Regions from separate parts of the Pan troglodytes genome. Here region 1 is linked to region 2. The links are chromatin contacts, called in public Hi-C maps. All regions are on one chromosome and are shown on one strand. The core of a region is the stretch at or near the end of the contact, and the rest is flanking DNA. Distances in the headings are between cores, read along the strand shown. Region 1 overlaps LOC134810378 (a long non-coding RNA gene). Region 2 has its middle 160 kb from the start of TNFAIP3.

Region 1 (3,664 bases), core at 1,119-3,618, 240 kb after region 2:
TATTATTACATTATTATTGGTAGTATTGTATTTCTCACACTATGTACTTAGTCTTACTAATATTAATACTATTCTACCACATTACTACTAATACTATAGTAATAGTTTTTAGTAGTTAATTTCCACTACCTTATACTGGTTTTTGAAAAGAATAATACTACTACTGTAGTAGTAGTATTATTCCTTTCAACAACTATTATATGGTAGTTAAAATTAACTACAATTTACAAATAAGTAAACAAAGATCATAAATATAAATAGCCTACTCATGATCACTTACCTAGCATACATTACAGCTTAAATTTTAAGAGTAAAGAGTTGCAAATAAATACAGATCTTAAGCCTGAATGATTGGAGGGAAGGTGTTACCGATGGCATAAATAGGGTTTTTGAACAGAGGTGACTCTAAAAAAAATGAACTCATGTTGTGCTGAGTGAATAGCTGGATATTCCTGGGAAGATGCCTCACAGACTATCGGACATACAGAACTTTTACTCAGATGAGAGGTGAGCGGTTGGAGATTTGAGCATTAGATGAATATAATATCTCAGTTGTGATCATAATACCATACCTGGAACACACACACACACACACACACACACACACACACACTCTCTCTCTCTCTCTCTCTGGGACCAAAAGAGTTGCTGCTCTTTGCTCCTCAAATAGGCCTTTCCCTCTCTCTAATTTCTCACCTTCTTATTCACCCAACCCCCAGCTGACATTTCCTTCCATCTTTTCCATCCTAGACCTTCCCCTGCAACACCCCATGTGCATTTTGGAGGCTCACTATGCAATCCTTAAGAATGGAATTAATTTCAACACCCTCAAGCAAATCTTTACCAGCTTATGTAGGATCAGGTTCAGGTGTCATGAACTTTTCAGAATAGGACAAATAAACAAAGTATCACAAAAACTCTTTCTCTTATATTTGTCTCTAAAAATAGCTAAAATTTATAGAGCATTGATATGCCAGATGCTAAGTATTATATATATGTTAACTAATTTGTTCTTTATAGCAACCCTATGAGGTAGGTGGTATTGTTTTCTCTATATTATAGTGGAAACTGAGACACAAAATAGTTAAGAAATATGTCTAATGTTACAAAACTGTTATGCTATGATTGGTTTGAAAACAACTGGGGTAGACTGGGTATGGTGGCTCATGCCTGTAATCTTAGCACTTTTGGAGGCCAAGGCACGTGGATCAGTTGAGGCCAGGAGTTCAAGTGCCCAGGTTGACCAGCCTGGCCAACATGGCGAAACCCCGTCTCTACTAAAAATACATAAATTAGCTGGGAGTGGTGATGTACACCTGTATTCCCAGCTACTCAGGAGGCTGAGGCACGAGAATTGCTTGAACCCAGGAGGCAGAAGTTGCAGTGAACTGAGATCTCTGCACTCTAGCCTGGGCAACTTCATCTCAAACAAAAAAAAAAAGGAAAGAAAAAGAAAAGAAACTGGAGTAGATTTGGAGGAAAGAGAGAGGAAACCTATAAGGAGGTTGCAGTTAGAGAAAAGAACATTTATAACTAAGATCCCAAAGGAAAAATAATCCCCTGGGATCTGCAACTCTTAGATCACCTCAAAATATAAAATATTAAAAATGAGAATGTCATGTCACCTCTAAAGCTCAGTGACATTTGGTGAAAAGAATAGCAGCCAAAACTTTTTAGTCTGGTCACTAGACATAGCTCTGCCAACAACCAGGTAAGAGATTTGAGGCAAATTCCTCTCTAATCTCTGGGGTTCAGTTTCCTCCTTTGTACTAGAAAGGGGCTTGACTAGTTAACTTCTGAGGGCTTTTATACTTGAATTACTACATCGGTTTATTAGGCTGCCTAGCTGTGTACATCACCAGTCTGCAAACATATTCTTCTTTAAGCACGAGTTTCTTCATGTTACTTCCCGACCCCAAAACACTTTTTGATGCTTTCTCTTGCCTTTGTGCTGCCATCCCCCAAATAGCTGTGACAATCTTGATATTAGAAATAGCCATCTTGTGGGGAAAAACCTCAAGCTTCCCATTTGTTTTCTAGTATTAACTGTCAGAAGAATTTACTGGTAATCCACTTAAAGAGATGAAGCCTTATTAAAACCAAAAACAAGTGGCTCATGGGAAAGCTTTTGTGCACTTGAGCATAACTCCTCATTTGTGTCAGCCAAAGGTTGTCCTGACTTATATTGTCATGCATTTTAACCAAATTAAGGTATCACATCATCATTACAAGTTTCACAATTTGTATCCCGGAGTTGTCTTGTTCTTTTTTCTTTTACCAAAAACATTGAGTTTAAGGAAAAACTTTAACCTGAAAAGTGAGCGGACTCACTTAGCACAATGTCAGCTGACCTACTTGTTTCAGTTTAAATGAAACTAACTTTTGCTCTTAATTCTCCCTTCTTCTTTCCTCTCCCCTACTCTCACCTACTTCCTGGAAAATGTCATTCAGGTCAGAGTTCTTATATGCAATGTGAGATGGTTTCTGTCTTCCCAACCAGGTGATTTAGCACCTGGGCCTGCATGTTGCTATAGCTGCAATGTTTAGACATGGGTTTGCAAGTGAGTAGAGTCTAAAAACAGAGTTTTGTTGATAATGTATATGCCACAGAATTCTTGAATTGCTTAGTTACCATTGAGCTTGGTTATAAGTAGAAACCACTTATTTAAAAAAGAAAAAAAAAAACCACCATTTGCAAATGAGATCTACTGAAAGGCAAACAAAGCCTCGTTTAAAAGTGTGGCTATTATCAGTAATAGCAATTATGATGATTTATGCTGCTTGGTACATTTCCACATAGGCTTTATATGCATTTTTAATAATAATTCTCAAAACCATGGAGGAGGGGGACAGGCATTCATTCATTCACTCGTTCATTCAATCAACTGTCCTAGCTTGTGAGAAGGACAAACGGCCAGACCGCTTTTTGAGACAATGAACAGGTAGTTAGAGAAAAGGTCGGGTATTTGCAGGGCTGATTGCATCCTGGGACTCAGAAGGTCCAGAAGTGATACACCAGGAGCTCAAGAATTGCAACCATAATTTATGCAAATGATTCACACTAGAGTTAATAGTACAAGTTACAGAAACCCGACAGCTGGACAGGAAGAGGCTATGTTAGAGTCAAGCCAACAGGTGGGCATCACCTGGGATTCATCATTGCAATCTTGCTAGAGCAGCATATTCCCACCTTGTCAAGAAGAAGGACCCACGTTTAACATCAAAATGTCTTGGGGACTCCCCACACGCTAATTGTCATCTTCTTTATATCTGTTAATTGAGAAATATATAACAATAAAAATCTGTTCATTAAAAATATATAACGATAAAAATCAACTAGGAATCAGCAGAGATTTAACATGAATTTATATTTCACTAATTCTACCAGTGCTATGCCAGTTTTCAATTTATTACCTCTTTGTTCCAGATTTCTTCAGCAGCTGCTCTACAAATATGCAATGGACCCTTTAAGCATTTCTCCTTTACAGTGAGCACAATGCTAAGCTTTGTCAGCAGATGCCACTGGAGCAGCATTGCAGAAGAAAGCGAGTTTCTCTTCCTGATTTTGGTGTGCTACTTTTCTTCTTCTTGCTCCAGCTGCATTATCCATCAGTGGTACTATGTATAAGACCATCCCGCTGTGCCCTGCCCTACCACCTGCCCA
Region 2 (3,381 bases), core at 769-3,268:
TCCTCTCTCCATTTCTTTCATTGTCATGACAATCACTTGGGAGTTTTCTTGGAACACCATCCAGCAAAAGTCATTCACCATGTTTTGCAGGCAGCCTTGTGTGGCAATGCAACTCTTTTTGGGTTTTGAATTGTTGCACTTGGTTTCAAATTCAGGCATGATGGTATTTGCACTGATGTAATCTGAAATAGGCTCATTGGGATCACCATCGTGTAGGACAACCCTGGTATGATCAAAGGGCAGGATGTTTTTATATCTATTTTTGTTTTTGTTTTCTTGCCTTTGACCCTCTTTTCGGCTGTAGAGAAGTTTGCACTCCTGTGGTTGTAGTGTCTCAAATTCTTCCCAAAAGCCTTGTTGGACTTTGTCTGTGGTCTCAGCTAATTTGCTTAGTTCTCAAACTCTGCTTTCTATTTCAGCAGCATTTATACGAGTCATGTTAAGGGGCTGCTTGAGTCGTAGTACTGTACCCAATGTTTCCAGCATAGGATTCTTCTTGTAATGTTCCACAAGATCCGTCAAAGAATCAAACCATTCTCCTCCACCAACGTCGTATTTCAGTTCCTGACAGCGAATCATGACGTGGATCACTTTACACTTGCTGTCGTTGCTCTCCTTTTTGTCATCACTGGTGCGCACAGAGAGAACAAAATCTCCAGGGTGGCTCTGGCTCTCTCGTATAAGAAAGCTACCATGTTTTCCTTTTTCAGTTAATTTCTCTGCTTCTTTCCCAAAGAGGTGTCCTTGAAACCATCTTTCAGAGGCAGGATCCGCACAGTTCAGAGGATATTTAAGCTCAACAACATCTCCATTCTTCTCTTTTAATTGCCTGTGATGTTCCATGTAATACTGGACCAACTCAGCCAAAGTGGCAAACTTTTCCCCCCAAACGGGTCCTAGTAATCAACAGTGTTCTGAATCTTGATGTGGGTGACAGCTCTATTTCTTCTAATGGAACATGTGAAGTCTCCAGGGGTACTTTTACTAGGCCTTGCCAAAAAACTGCGATCAACTCCTCTTGTCAACAATAGGTTTTTCTGCCTCCACACCACTGATATTTGGGTGAAACCATTGTCTCCAAGCCTCAGTTTCCTCCTTTCTTTTCTTTCTATAAGATAAAGATAGTAGGCTGGGTGCAGTGGCTCACGCCTATAATCCCAACACTTTGGGAGGCTGTGGCAGGAGGATCGCTTGAGTCCAGGAGTTCGAGGCCAGCCTGGGAAAAAAAGAGAGACTTCATTTCTACAAAAAATACAAAAAACTAACCGGGAGTGGCGGCTGCGGCGGGAGGATCACTTGAGCCCAGGAAGTCAAGGCTGCAATGAGTCATGATCACCCCGCTGCACTCCAGGCTACTTTATTTTTATTTTTAATGAACAGGGATCTTTTTAAAATGGAAGTGGTTGGTCCTTGATGTCTGGCTTCCCTTGCTAATAAATAAACCCAGAGAACTATTTGCAACGGTGTAGCATTTAGAATCAACAGGCTTCAAAACAGAGAGGGTCTATTCTGTTTTGTTTCGAAGTCACCCTTTGCACAAAACATATGGTAATCTCGGGCAGCCCATGAAGCAATCGGCAAGATCTGAAGGATGAGAACAGTGTGTTCTTTGAAATCCCTCTGACAAGCAGACAGTCCCTCCTTCCCTCAAACCATCCTCAAAGGGAAGTGTGTCGGCTTGGGCAGTAATGAGACGGTGTGGGAATTCCCCTGTCCCCTTGGTTCACTTTACAGACAAAGTTCATTAGGGTTAAAGATGGGTCATTCCCATCCACAGATTCCTTCACTTGAAATCAAGACTTCTTGGGAAATATAAATTTGGAGAGCAGGTAACAGTGAACTATAGTTCCCCCCCAAAACAAATTTTTTAAAAATCAGGTGGTATTAAAAATTGCTGTTTCATGACATTACCAATAGATGGCAGCACGGGATTCATCTTCGCCCATAAGCGGCTTCACCCCTGCTTTTCCTGGCGAATGTTCACTGACAACTCGGCCTCAGGACTTTGACGCTCTTGGTGTCATCAGAGAGCAATTTGAGGTGTGCAATAAAATCTTTGGGTTCCCCGCCCCGCCTTCTCTAGGTGACCTCAAACCACAATCACCAATCGACTGCGGTACTGTGACCTGGAAAAACAGCAAGGAAACTAAAAACAAAACAAAACAAAAACCCATCCTGTGAGCTCTGCAAAGGAGAACAAGATCATGGCACACAGGCAATTAGCAAACTAAATTGAAGATGAGTTCTGTTAGAAGAGTCAAAAAACAAAGAGAACAATTTTTGTGAATTGCGTTTTTAAGATCACTGCATCCAAACACTGGAGCTTCAACATAAAGACTCCTGAGCCATGTATTCTGACTTGACCCCTGCAGTTCCTTCCAGTTCCAAAAATCTCTGATCTGTGAATAGAAAAGTTCCAGCAGATACGTTTCTAAGAGCATGAAATTATTTCTAGATACTAGTCTAGTACCTACATGTATTAAAACACAAAAAGAAACAAACAAAAAGACCTTCATGCTAATCAAAATATTTTTTAACAGAAAGGAAACCAAAACCTATTGGACCCAGCCCACAAGAACTGTGTTTTTTCCAATGCACATAGCAATAGAGTCATGTTTTGAAAACCAATTATGTAGGCCATAACACCCATTGTAGAAAGAATAGAATAGAATAGAACAGATCAGAATGCATCACAGTCTGCAGGGTTGTAAAGTAAAATTTCTTGCTCTACATCATGGGCCAAAGAAAACTTGCAAAGCTCTATCATGGAGAACAGCATCTGTCTTCAACCTTTGTATCTTCCACAGCCCAACACCAACAAGCTCCTCACCATCAAAACATCTAAATGGGCAAATAGAACTTTTGGTGGGTTTGAGTGGCACCAAGCATCAAGCTGCATTAATACTCTTCTCAATCACTGTCATACAAATATGGAGAATTCGGTTATTTATCATCATTTTCTGCATATCCATACTATTCCAAGACAATCCCAATTTCTGGCTTTTTGTTCTACTCTTCCATAAGCATATTCATAGTGATAATGTTGTATGTCCTGAGTTTCAGTTTGGAAAATACAGTACCTGGTTAAATCAATGGGCATGGGATAAAAACTTTAATGTCTAAAGGGGCTGGGTAGGTAGAATCAATGAGTGAAGCAAGCCAGGAATAACAAAGGATTAAAATGTGGATTTTACAGGAGACGTATACATTTTTTAAAAGTTAATAATAACATTAAAAAAGGAAAGTGACATTGTGCGGGAAGAAGAAATTAGGTCTTCTATGGACTGAGTTTTATCCCTTCAAAATTCATATATTGAAGTCCTAGCTCCCAATGTGACTATATTTGGAGACAGGTCTTTAGGAGGTAGTTAAGGTTAAACG

What was found. Hi-C and Micro-C count contacts between places; a contact is called where the count stands out from the background.
Region 1: a Hi-C map of blood shows a contact between it and region 2, with 5 times the contacts expected there. The contact joins two enhancer-like sites. A contact is called at or near these places in 3 of 7 Hi-C or Micro-C datasets (blood, induced pluripotent stem cells and stem cell-derived neural progenitor cells) and 1 of 1 other capture datasets (stem cell-derived neural stem cells).

The regions. Positions count from the first base shown.
Region 1 is chr5:149,790,488-149,794,151 of NHGRI_mPanTro3-v2.0_pri, forward strand. It overlaps LOC134810378 (a long non-coding RNA gene), which reads right to left. Exons shown (of 4, transcript XR_010158208.1): 2 at 3,191-3,270. Among named protein-coding and RNA genes, the nearest start is that of TNFAIP3, 84 kb to the left of the region's middle. Within about 2 kb of position 2,369, at least 1 of the 24 cell types and tissues checked has an H3K27ac peak or open chromatin away from gene starts, as enhancers often do.
Region 2 is chr5:149,545,978-149,549,358 of NHGRI_mPanTro3-v2.0_pri, forward strand. It overlaps the pseudogene LOC100610753. Among named protein-coding and RNA genes, the nearest start is that of TNFAIP3, 160 kb to the right of the region's middle. Within about 2 kb of position 2,019, at least 3 of the 24 cell types and tissues checked have an H3K27ac peak or open chromatin away from gene starts, as enhancers often do.